2 separate regions of the Danio rerio genome follow, and region 2 is linked to region 1. Evidence: chromatin contacts called from public HiCAR-type data. All regions are on one chromosome and are shown on one strand. Each heading gives the region's core, a stretch centred on a gene start, on an enhancer-like site or on the middle of the called end of the contact. The rest is flanking DNA. Distances are from core to core; before and after follow the strand shown.

Region 1 (6,329 bases), core at 995-3,494:
AAAGAGCAAACACTTATTAATATTTTATAATGTGCTTTAAAGCATGCTTTCAACAGGGACACTGGTGATTTTATTTAACAAGTTAACAGACAAACCCTGTAGAAACCCAGCAAGCTTTTTCTGTTTTTAAAAGATTTCTTTGCTTAAACAAGGCTAAATTTGGGCTGTCAGTGAAAATCCAACAGACGTTTAAGAATAGGCCACATCTAGACTAATCATCAAATAAACAGATATGAATGACAACACATACTGTATATAGTCTGTCTAATCTGTCTATTTTTGGGCTATTCTTGGATGTTTATTACTGACAGCTCAAGTTAAGCCTTGTTTTAGCCAAGCTGTCTACGTTTAGATGTCTATTAAACACAAAATTGTTTGCTGAGAAAATTATAAACATCGGACATAATATCAGTATTTCCTACCTTCAATATGCCATCAATAAGGACGTCACTGGTCTTGGTTAAACAGCTGAAAAATGACAGAAATATATAAGCTGCACATTCTCAGAAGACCACTTATAAATAATACAACATGGACCGACTTCCTAAAATCAATTGCATAAAAAAAACTCCTGACAAAACTTGTGCTACGATGGTCACCAAACGTGAGTCAGCTAGCTTTGCTAAGTGGTGTCCACCTATCCGAACAGCTATACTGATCAAAGTTTCACTCGTTTTTAGTGTAAACAAACAGAAACGATGATCGGAAATATGTACAGCTACATACGTGAGAGCTGAGATCCAACATGATGTGATTTCGCCAACATAAACACATTTTATTCATGTCCCTTCTGTCATTCAGAGAATTCCTCAGCAGACGCAGCGACATGACACATGGTGACTGAGCTCGCAGTGTGTTGTGGGAAATATAGTTCAGCCGTGCTGCGAGAACAACTGTTGTATAAGAGGCCAAAGCTCTGTGGAACTATGTTTCCCACAATGCGTAACAATGTCGCGAGTGATTACCATTTGAACGTGTATATTGCAGCATTGTATTAAAATCCCCCAGATTCGACTTTTTACCTACATAATATTTATAAAAATTTGTAATTTTTCTCCATCCAAGCTCCCTATAAAACTTTAAATTTCATGAACAGGCTCCTTTTCTCATGGAAATTATTTTGACATCACAATGATAAATACAATACAAAAACAAAAGAAAAATTACAATTATTCAAAGAGAAGAGTTAAGGCTTCAGGATATTCTTTTTAATTCTCCAATAGATAAAATTAATTGGAAAAAAATGGCTCATACCTTACAAGTTTTGAGTTCCCAACAAAGTTAAAGAAATTACACTTTAAAGCGTTACACAACATCTACCCCACACAAACGAGATTGTATCTAAATTTTGTAATTCTAATTCAAATTGTGTATTTTGTAACTTGATTGATCATCTTTTTGTCAAAGGCCCACGTTAAAGTGTTTTGGTCTGATTTATCCATCTTTTTTTACATCAAAATGTAAGTTTAACATAATTTTTTTCATCTGTTACTTTTCTCATGACAAACATGACGTAGAACTTCGAGGCAATTTATTTATTTTATTGGGTAAATATTATATTCACAAATGTAAATTTTCTTCATCATTACCTAATTGGCAAGATTTTCTTTGTGACTTAAATAGTTTAATTGCTAATTTACAAAACAGTTTACAGCAAAAAAGTGTAAAAATGTTATAAGAACTTATTATTAAGTTATAAGAAAAATTATTTAATTTGATGGTTTGCCTCTGTACCCTGTTTTTTTATTATCTTATTTTATTATTATCGCTATTTATTTCTATATAGTTTTCCTTGTTTATTTTTGTACTTGATGTCAAAACGATTTGTGGTATATATATGATGGTTAATATGATTGTATTGTTAAAACACAATAAAAAAGTTGCATTTAACATTGTCATAACTATGAAAATAATGAAAATATAATTTTTATATGAAACAAACAATACTTTACATTGAATTATGGCTAGCGTAACCTTTCGTATGGGCTATAAAATTACACTGTGTATTTATGTAGTCAGTTTATCTCTGTTTTTATGATGTCGCACTTAACGTTAGGCTGTTTAGAATGACACTTCCATAAACTGAAAGTAAAAAGAGCAAAGTTAGAGGCTCTGAATTAAACTAGCTACACATAAAATGACAACAATGCTTGCACAATACATAATGCAGTGTATACATGAGTAACATGAGGATCGCTGCGCATGCCGGTCCTCTAAGCGGCGCTGTGTTCGTCCCTTCAAATAAAATACTGCAGTACAGCTCCGCGAAGAGCGCTGCTAGTGGATGCATGATGGCGCAAAACTCAAGTGAGTGAAGCAACATAGATTCAGTCTTCAGCGATCTGTCTGTCACATAATCATGCTGTCGAAAACATAAACTTTTAATATGACTTCTAATGTTTGTCTCATACTAAGTTCAAGCAGCCGGAGTCAGTCTCTTTGCTGCTGAAACACGTGTCGAGATAAACGCTTGACATGAGCTCTTGTTATCAACGCAACACTCACGCAGTGCAATTTAGTGTTCTATCAACTTAAACCTCTATATTCTGCGCATTTCTTTATATTATGTTTCCCCATGTGGTAATTTGCGCTGTTTTATAGACGAATTCAAACTGTAAAGCATAGATGCTAATTCTCTGTGTGTTCAAAGGATTGTTCGAGATGGACAGTCCGTATGCTGATGCTAAGGTCGATAAGGACAGCATAGGATCATCTTTTGATAGTTCACAGACTTCAACTTCATCATCCTCCTCATCAGTGAAGAGACGGCGGGACGGTGATGAAGAGGATGACGATCACTCCCCCAGTAAAAAGCTGGTTAGTTCATGTTTCCTTTATATGTTAGTACTGAGCTTTATAGTTGGTTTTAAAATGTTTTTTTTGTGATCTTGGTCATCATGGTTTTCATTATTTGTCAGAAATAAACTGTGAGGCACAGAAGTAGAGTTTATTTCATTGGAACGTGACTTTTAAAAGTAATGCTTAACCCTATTGATTTCTCTATAAAACGTAACTAATTGCGTTACTTAATTGCTATTTGTGGAGAGGAATGCATTATAAAACCTGCAAAACCCCTTCACTGAGAAGTATAACACTGACAAGATACTTGATCTGAGCATGACTGATGCTAATGTTTTGTTATGCAGATGAACAACAACAAAAAGTGTATTAAAAATTACATTTGAGTGATGCTGCTTTAAATGAAGAATATACAATCACTAGCCAGTCTTAAACTATACTATTCAGGGGCATTATTTGACAATGGTCTTTTATTAGCAAATAATAACGTTTGTAGCTATACACATATTTTATGTTGTGTTTCAATTGATGTTTAATTATTTATGCGATTCAGAATACTATATAAACATGGTTTCCGCTACATTCAGTCTTCCATGGCGGGACGCCACACCAAAATTCATCCTGTCAGTGTTACATTACAGCTTCTTATTCAAAACATTCAGTCATTGCTGTTGTTGTTTTTTAATAGCAAGTTATAATCGCACCAAAACGAATTAAAAGGTTAGTGAATTATAACAGCGCAAATTTTTCTGTAACCGTAGTTGTGCTTTGCGTTATTTGGTTAACTCTATAAGGTGACATACTGACTGACTGACAGGTGCGCGGGGCCAGCAAACATGACATAGCTTTTAGTTAAGATGAACACAGTTTCCATAATTCTACTTTATCATGCTGGAGTTTATAGTCGTTTCACTTTACTTCAGAACACATTAATGCCGCTCTGTAGGTCTATTGGAGACATTCATAAATATTCCTAGCAAATCTTATAAATGTTGGACACATACTTGTTACATAAATGCACTAAATCGCACTTCAGCAGTTTTTATTTGAGAGCGCACAAGAAGATCTGCGCTTTGGCAGCGTATATTTGAGGGCGTGCAAAAGGTTTTGTGCACGAGCAGAGGAAATCGGCGCGCAAGCAAAGAGATTGGCATATGCTCGTATTACATAAATGCGATCTTGACTTATTATACTGCACTCAAGACATTTCCCCATTTGTCATTGAAATAATGCCATAGGTAGTTGGTAGATTTGTGTAAAAGACCTGCTGCCACTGCTGGAATCAATCCTAGTGGAAACACTTCCACTCAAATTTACGCTGCTCAAGCGCAGATCTTCTTGCGCCCTCTCAAATAAACACTGCTGAAGTGCGATTTAGTGCATATATATATTTTGAGCATGTCTCCAATAGGGTTGTAACAATATACCGGTATGACGGTTTACCACAATTTGAACGTGCACGATTATCATACCATGAACAATTGCATATCAACGGTTTTAACCCTTAAAGACCGAGACAGCCGCCCGCGGCTAAAAATAAGTATTGCTCTTAAATGTTTAATAACTTTTGATCCGCTGATCCGATTCATACAATTCAAAGATTGGCATAAAGAAGAGAATCTCAGCTTTCCAGTGCTGTATCACATCACATTCGCGGACTTTCAGAGGCTCCGGAATCAGTGCGGTTACGTCATCAAAATTTGACAACGCTGATTTGACAAAGAAACGCTCGTCACTGTGTCTCCGGACAAACCAGACATGATACATTGATGCATTGTCCCTCCTCCATGCCCAGATTGGTTCAAACTCGCTATATCACAACCAATAAGCATAGGTTTCACTTTTGTTTGTGGACCAAAACTGAGCTTTTTGAACAACACGGAATGAGGTTAGGCATACATTTCTGCGCGGCTAAATAAAACGCAAAAAAAAAAAGTTTTGCATGAAATAATTCTCATACTAAGTACTTTTGCATGCACAGCAGCACAGAAACATGACAAAACAGTGACACAGCAAAGATGAACTGCTGCTCTTGCTGTTTTCAAAAGACGCAAATGAAGGTGCAGCTGTTTGTCTGCATTGCATACAACCACATCCAAATCCATATCCACAGACAACCATATCCATGCTGGCACATAAAACCTAAGGATGTTCCATATTGAATCTAGTTTCGTTATGTAACTATTTATAGTATAGTAAATATTTATATCTATTTTTTTACTGAGGATTTGCACCATGTTTATTTGGACTTTGACACATTATTTATTATTTTTTTATTTGTTCATTGTACAAGTGGACACATTCTCTCACCTCAGCGGTCAAGATAAGGTCCTGAAAATCTCAACATGCTTACATTTCTTTATCACAACCTAGACTGAAAAAAACAACGCTTTAAATACATGTTTACAGCCATAAACTTGGTATTGCACTTTTGGTCTCCCATTTATCCTGCTTATAAGGAAGGGCAGTTTAAGTTTATTTTTGTCTAATCTTAAAAGACCCTGCTTGTTTATTCCTTCTAATTTAATTTATTAAAATGGGAGATTTTTCAGTTTATTTTTATAAAAGACTTCTATAGTTCTATTAAAATGGTTCTTTCAAAAGTTTGTTGAAATAAAACCTTTGTTCAGTCAGAAAACGTGTTCTTATTCTTTTCAGGGTCTTTGCTATGAGAATTACTATTTAATACCGTATACCGCGAAACCGTCAAACCGTGGTATTGTTTTAGACGATTATCATACCGTAAAAAATTCATACCGTTACAAGCCTAGTCTCCAACATTTATTAGATGTGCTAGGAATATTTATGAATGTCTCCAATAGACCTACAGAGAGACATTGTTGTGTCCTGACGCAAAGTGAAATGGCTATAAACTCCAGCAAGATAAAGCTATTGCATGCAGAACATTCTCTTTAAAAGTAACTTGAAAAACCATCTGGTTAAGGAACATTGCATTTTTAATGGCCATGTCATACAAAAATTGGTCAAGGTGTAAATAAATGTAAAACAAATTCACGAGTTAAATAGCGTTGCTGAAGATTTGAATAAGAAATATTTGTGTAAATATTGCAGTTCCCGGAATACAGGGGTATTTTTTGCAAATTTTGCTGAGTCTAGGAAAGATTGGCAGTCAGCTCGGCTTTGACTTTGTCTTCTGAATAAATGACAGGTTGTAAAGCTGCTGCCTTTTTATTAAAAAGATACAGTGGAAGAAAAGGACTGAACATGGAAACTGTTAAGCCTAATTTAACCCAATGTGTGAAGTTGTATACGTATAGCAGGAGCAAATACAAGTACCAGATTTGTGTCTAATATAAATTAATATATTTAATCTATTTTTCTTTTTTCCCCCTTTTAAATACCGATCATTAGATGCGCTTTGCTCCACTCTGTGTATTATGCTGCCTGATCTGTCTGGTTTTCAACTAGGTCCACTAAATGACGTCATGGGGGCGGGTACTTTCATTTTCACTGCTATAGTTCCTCACCTCTGCTCGTGTTCAAACCAAAAGATCGGCGCGGTTTTTCAC
Region 2 (6,329 bases), core at 1,807-4,306, 270 kb after region 1:
GGTTCAGTGAACGCAAACTGCCGTAGCTTATTAAAGACGAGAACTCCTCACTGCACGTCAGCTGCGCGCCTTCAGAAGACCTCCTCATTCCTGCAGCACGAGAGCTTTATGATTGTGTTTGAGCGCCAAAAGTGGCGGATCTGTTCGGCGAAATATCTAACTGCGTGTCACCGCATCCCTAAGGACTGTTTGGCGAAATATTTGACTGCATGTCACTGCATAACAAACGACTGAAATGATATAACTAGAGAAATCTCCACTGTGCTGCTGAGTGAGAGAGCGCTTCTCACTGAACAGCACAGCAGCGATGACGTAAGCGTGCCGAGGCCCATTTGTGGTGTGAGTGCGGGTCGTCGGGGGAGACAGGAGGGAGGACAAGCATGCTTTGGCCCGGTTCGAGGCAACTGTACCTAGTGTGAGTACGGCCTTAATGCGCTCACCTAACCCCAACCCTAACCTTACCCGTCACAGTGCTTCACTCACTTCATTTAGTCCTTTGTGCCTGACATTGCATCGCTGAGTGATGCAATTTCAGCTTGCATCATAAAGGCTGCATCCAGATACTATTGAGTCTTACCGCACCATGGGGGGCATTATCTATTTTCCCGTTCACAACGGTAGACTAGAACGTCCTGATGAGCATGTGTAAAGCATAAACAAAGTTCATACCATCATCACTATAATTATCATTCACCACAGAGGAATTCGCTCCTGCAAACATGTCTGATAATCCAGCAATCTATATTGTTTGCAGATATTTAAGAAATGTAGCGAAATTACAGCTGCCCTCTTTGTGGGTCTTCTCGGCTAGAATTCACTAAGTCACAGTTGCGCATGTTGATTTATTGCTGAATAACCAGTCAGAGTGCTCTCTTCAGCTGATGGCTGATGTTGATTTGACTTGCTGAATCCGGTCAACGAGCTCCAACCTAACCAATAAAAATCGATGTGTGAAAACCAACTACTGACGTTGACCAATGAAGCCTAATGGCGGACCATCCAGCCTGATCTCACAAGAAAACGTAAGTTATGTTTTGTCAGTTTAGTGGCTAATTCGTACAAATTTGTAGGAGTTAGTTCAGTCAGACGATAATGTGCCATTTTGAAAAGGAGGCATGGCATTCAACCCCACACCTAAACCCAACCATCATTGGGTGATAAGCAAATTGTGCTAAATTGTACGAATTAGATTGTATGAATTCATAAGAATTAGCCACTATATCAAAATGTTAAGAATAGCCGTGAGATTACGTTGGACGATCAATTTGGTAAACCGACAACAAACAAGCATCAACGAAATCCAACTGTGTTGCCACCTCATGTCGACTCATAATCTAATAATCCATTTTGTTTGCAAATATTTGGGGATTGTAGCAAAATTACCTCTTTGTGATCCTTCTTGACTTAGATTATTGCTTGCTATGTCACATCACTACAGTACGTCGGACTCATGCACTAATTTGTTGCTAAATAAACAGTCAGAACACTCTTATCAGCCGACAGTCCGACACCAATTATACATGTTGAATAGGATACAACGCAAATACGTTTTCATGCTCACATGAGGTGGTTTTGCAGTCATTAAATAAAATCTATTGATATATATATATATATTTTTTTTTTGGCCTATGACATAATGACTTGGTATGTATGGTGTATATATGAAATGTAAATCTTTCAAAAAGTACAGAAACTAAAGATAAAAAATATGACAACATTAGATTTGAAGCAACTATTTCTGAATCCAGAGGTCCACAAATTGTGCACTATAACCTCTAGGGCTAATATTTATTTTATTTATTTTTGTTTCCTTAAATTAAAAAAAAAAAGTCTAATTAGCTGTATGCATAAGTGAAACATATCTTGTATAGTTGACAGGTGTGACAGGTGTGAGTTACTTTCCTTCCTGCTGACGAGTCAAAAGAAGTTGTAGTGACGATTTCCTTTCCCTGAACTAATACAAAACATGTTGGTTATAATTTTTTACATATTACATTGCATATGGATTACCACATTTTATTTCATATTTAGCATGCTAGTATAGTTTGTCTGACACAAAGGCCTAATAACCTCCCAGAATACATGTATGTGGCCGCTTCCAAGCAGGAGGCTTGCCTTTCAAGTTTATTTTATTTATTTTTTTGATACACTTTGGACAGACGGTGAGATTAAATTACTCATTTTGCTAGTGGTAATTTACTTAATAAGGATTTCTATACTAACAAAACTCAACTGCGATTGGCTTATCTGCATTCAATGGGATGGGCTTACAATTTTCTGAGTGCTGATTTGTGTCATGTAAGCATGTTGCCATAGAATTCCCATTCTGGAGACATGAACATATCACATATTTTCATCTCAAAATCACAGTAATTACAAAAACATTTACAGTACAAGCTTTGCATTTATGTTTAGCTTTTATATTAAGGTTTTGATTCTAAATTGATTTTATTTAATTTTTTAAAGTTTGAGTAACAATACAATATTTTTTCATAAAATAAATCATATTACTTTAAAGGCACAGTCAATCTAAATGAATGAATAAAATAAATAAAAAAATAAAAATAAATAAATAAATAAATAAATGTTGTGTACCTACCATTACACAGGCATACACTGTTAAATACAGCTCTTTTCCAAGAATAAAAGGTTATAAATGAATGGGTAATTTTAAAATAATTAGATTTAATTAATTTACACAGTGTAAATACTCTTAATGCTTTTGTACCACATTAGCAACATGCATTATTACCTGCAAATATGTATACTATTAAAGTTTATAAAAGTTTCAAAGCATTGGGAGGTCATCATTTAAACTTGTGCCAAGTTAGTTTATCAGTTATATTTGTTTGGGTGTAAAAACAAATATAAATGTAGCTGTGAATACCGAATTCAGTGCTCTGAAAATGCTGAACATATGTCAGTAAACTGAAGTGAAGTCTACATACCTGTTTCCAGATTTACAATAAACGTAGGCCTATGTTTGAATGCAGCTCTATTCATTTTCCATGCAGTCAAGCGCAGCGCCCTCTGCAGGCAGACAGAGAAGTTTCCGTCTCTTAAGAAACAGTTGGTTGGCAGCAGAAGTCCAGAGCAGGAGCGACCAAACTAACTGCATTTCGGTAATGATGGGTACTAAACTGACTCAACTTTTAATTTGCTTTTGGATAAGTTTACCATTCTGTGTCACGCAAAAAGCCAAAGAAAGGATACCCCGGCAAAGAGACGCAGAGTTTACTGACAAGGTAAGATTGGCTAAATGCGAATAGGTAGGCTACTATTTGCAGTAATGTCATCATCATACCGGCTTATGATTTTATTGTCCCTTCCAGACATTTAGCTAGGCTATAGAATGTGTTTCATGCTGATTTGGAATGGACCTAAATTAGGATAAAAAGCGAAATTATCCTTTGTTAAAGTGACATTTTATACAGTTTCTGCTTTTTGAAGCGTTCCTCTCTCTCTATACTAAGACCTGTGATTAGTTTGATTGCATTTGATTGAAAGATTTAAGAGCAACTCATAACCTAGGCCCTATGAAAATAAGGCACTTATACTTAATGGATTCAATAAGAGCTTTATGACGCATTCAGGTCAATTAGGAGTATTGTGTTGCTTCATAGATTCTTTATGCATAAAGATCCACTAAATCAGATGTCCATATGGTGAACAAAGGCTTTGTGAAATGTTCAAATCGCGACTGAATTGTACAGCCAATCGATTGCCAAACGATTCAATTTCAAGACGTATTGGAATAAACGCAACAGCTGACGCATATATGCGATGCAATTTAAGCGGAAAAAAAAAATACATGAGATGTAGTAAAAAGTAAAGTAAAAAGTAAATTAAAGTAAAAAGTTAATTTAGGGAATAATAATAATAATAGGCCCTACTTTTTAAAAAAAATACCGAAATGCCACATTGTATAATATGGATGGTGCTCTATAGAATATTTGAACATTAAAACCAACCGATTTGCATAACTTGGATTCTCTTTTGGAGAACATTTTCCAGCATAAATTTATTGTGGAAAGTCAAATGAATTTATCTGTTAAATATAAAAATGTTACAAATTACACAAAACATCAAACATAATTAACAATGTTAAATCAAGATCCATTTATATTTGGTTCACTAAGAGTTCAATCAATTATTTTATTAAATATGATTCATTCGGCTGCTCAACTGAAATGAAAGCAGTTTGACCAGAAATTCTGTTAATTTCCACACTGGTTAGGCATGAGAAAGATGGCATTTCCAACCGGTACATTTCTTTGGCAGCTCTTATTTGGAAGCTACCAAATATTAGTAAATTTTGAGCTGCTTTTGGTTGGCTTATTTTCAATTTTCAACCCGCAAATGAGTAATATCTAAACACAGAACTGTACTTTCCACATTTTTGTCAGCAGATGCGAACTAACCACAGCACAAAGACTCATTTGAGGTTTTAGGTCTCGCTGATGGGTTCACACATATGGGTATGATTTCATAAAACCTGTGAGAGATGGGCTTGGTCTGTAAAACCACCGCAAGGCAACAGATAACTGTCATTTTTGGAGAAGCCCCAGGATAGTGGACTAAAGTGTTGAAAACTTCAGAAGAGCAGAATATAATATGTAATTGTGGACTGCAGATCCATTTACAACAAAGATGATAGCTTTAATGATGATGAGATTTAGTTCTCATATAAAACAATAGAAGCCTACAAAGGGGAACAAGTTATCAAATGATGTTGGAAAACACAGCATCGTCAAGAACAATACTGTGAATTGATGTGGACACTAATAAAGTCATCGTTATAGTCATTTTTGTTTAGTAGTGTTTTAGTAATTCTTAATTTGTATATTTCATTGTGTAAACACACACACACACACACACACACACACACACACACACACACACACACACACACACACACACACAAGCTGTCACTGGAGTGATACCTTTTTAAAATGTACATTAAAAAATTTATTGGATTTAAAGATTCATTGGATTTACACATTTAAGTTGAAGATAACTGTTTGCAAACAATTTATATGGACTGAATTTAAATTAACATATTAAGCTGAGAGTTACTAAATTTAATTTATTTAATTTTGCCTTTGTTACTCACTAATGTAAAAAACAGTAAAACAGTTTTGCACATATATGTCATATTGTATGAACCCACTTTATATATAAATGCCTGATACTGCTATTGCTTTGTCAGAGCGTGAATGAAGTAAACAGGCTGTGACTGTGGTCAGGGGATTTTACGCAAGTCAATTTCATCCAATTTTATGTTTTCATTGTTTTTCCCATTTCACCACAAACGTGTCCATGTCACACGGTCATGGTCTTTTCCCACCCACAGCAGTCTGTGCATCATAGTGAATCACTGGCCATATTTAACAAGGCAAAACTCTCTGACAAGTAATGAACTAGTTTCATGCCCATTTGTGTATGTTTTTGTCATTAGTACCAGGCATGCGTGCAGGGTGTCCCTGGAGTACAGGGCAGAGATGGGAATCCAGGGATAAATGGCATTCCAGGAACACCAGGAATCCCTGGGCGAGACGGGCTTAAAGGCGAGAAAGGAGAGTGTGTGTCGGAGAGGTTTGAGGAACCCTGGAAGCCCAACTTTAAACAGTGTGCTTGGAATTCATTAAACTATGGCATTGATCTGGGCAAAATCGCTGTAAGTATGTATAATCTTAATGAATGAGTTAAGATTCCCGCAAGGTAAATCATTTAAAGTCTACAGTCTGTTCATGGCCACTCAGTTTTGAGAATAAGAGTTCTGGAGTTTCAGGAAATTACATCATCACTACATTGATTTGCTGATAACACTGCAATAACATAGACATAACATAGTCTTTTCTTTGACTAGTTACCAGAAAAAGCTAGAAGAGGCTAACAGTGATGTGCTAACCAGCTATTTGTAAATTTCTGTCTAAAATCAGTTTTTTAAAGACAAAAACAAAAATGTTTTAAATTGTGAAGTGTTTTGAAACATGTGCGCAGTCTCATACAAAAATGCTACTTTTTAATAGCAAACATTAAGTTGGACTAGACTGTTATTTTTATAATGCTTCAATAATCCTTTATTTATTTTTTTATGGCGAGGGTGGGGGGTTGTTTATCTGGAGAGACAATCCCTCAAAAATACCTTAAAATGTTTTTAAAAATGGGCAAAAACCCTACCGGTTTAGAGAATTGACTCTGTGATGTGATTCGCGAAACATATTGTTTCCTTTAACACTCCACTACTTATAAATTAATATACAATATTTAAATCTCAAAATTAGAAAACTATGTACTGTATCATTACACTCTATAAATCAGGGGTG

The links. HiCAR-type assays count read pairs that join an accessible place to other places.
Region 2: a HiCAR-type map of caudal fin shows a contact between it and region 1, with 4 times the contacts expected there. The contact joins the promoter of cthrc1a here to the promoter of rnmt in region 1. A contact is called at or near these places in 2 of 18 Hi-C or Micro-C datasets (caudal fin and an unstated tissue) and 2 of 4 datasets of contacts at active chromatin or transcription factors (caudal fin and embryo).

Annotation. Positions count from the first base shown.
Region 1 is chr19:13,753,516-13,759,844 of GRCz12tu, forward strand. rnmt (RNA (guanine-7-) methyltransferase) reads left to right here and starts at 2,245. Exons shown (of 11, transcript NM_001045000.1): 1 at 2,245-2,307; 2 at 2,651-2,817. The coding sequence starts at 2,289. It overlaps fam210aa (family with sequence similarity 210 member Aa), which reads right to left and starts at 842. Exons shown (of 5, transcript NM_001044994.2): 1 at 727-842; 2 at 423-468.
Region 2 is chr19:14,018,559-14,024,887 of GRCz12tu, forward strand. cthrc1a (collagen triple helix repeat containing 1a) reads left to right here and starts at 3,057. Exons shown (of 4, transcript NM_001003765.3): 1 at 3,057-3,245; 2 at 5,459-5,677. The coding sequence starts at 3,129.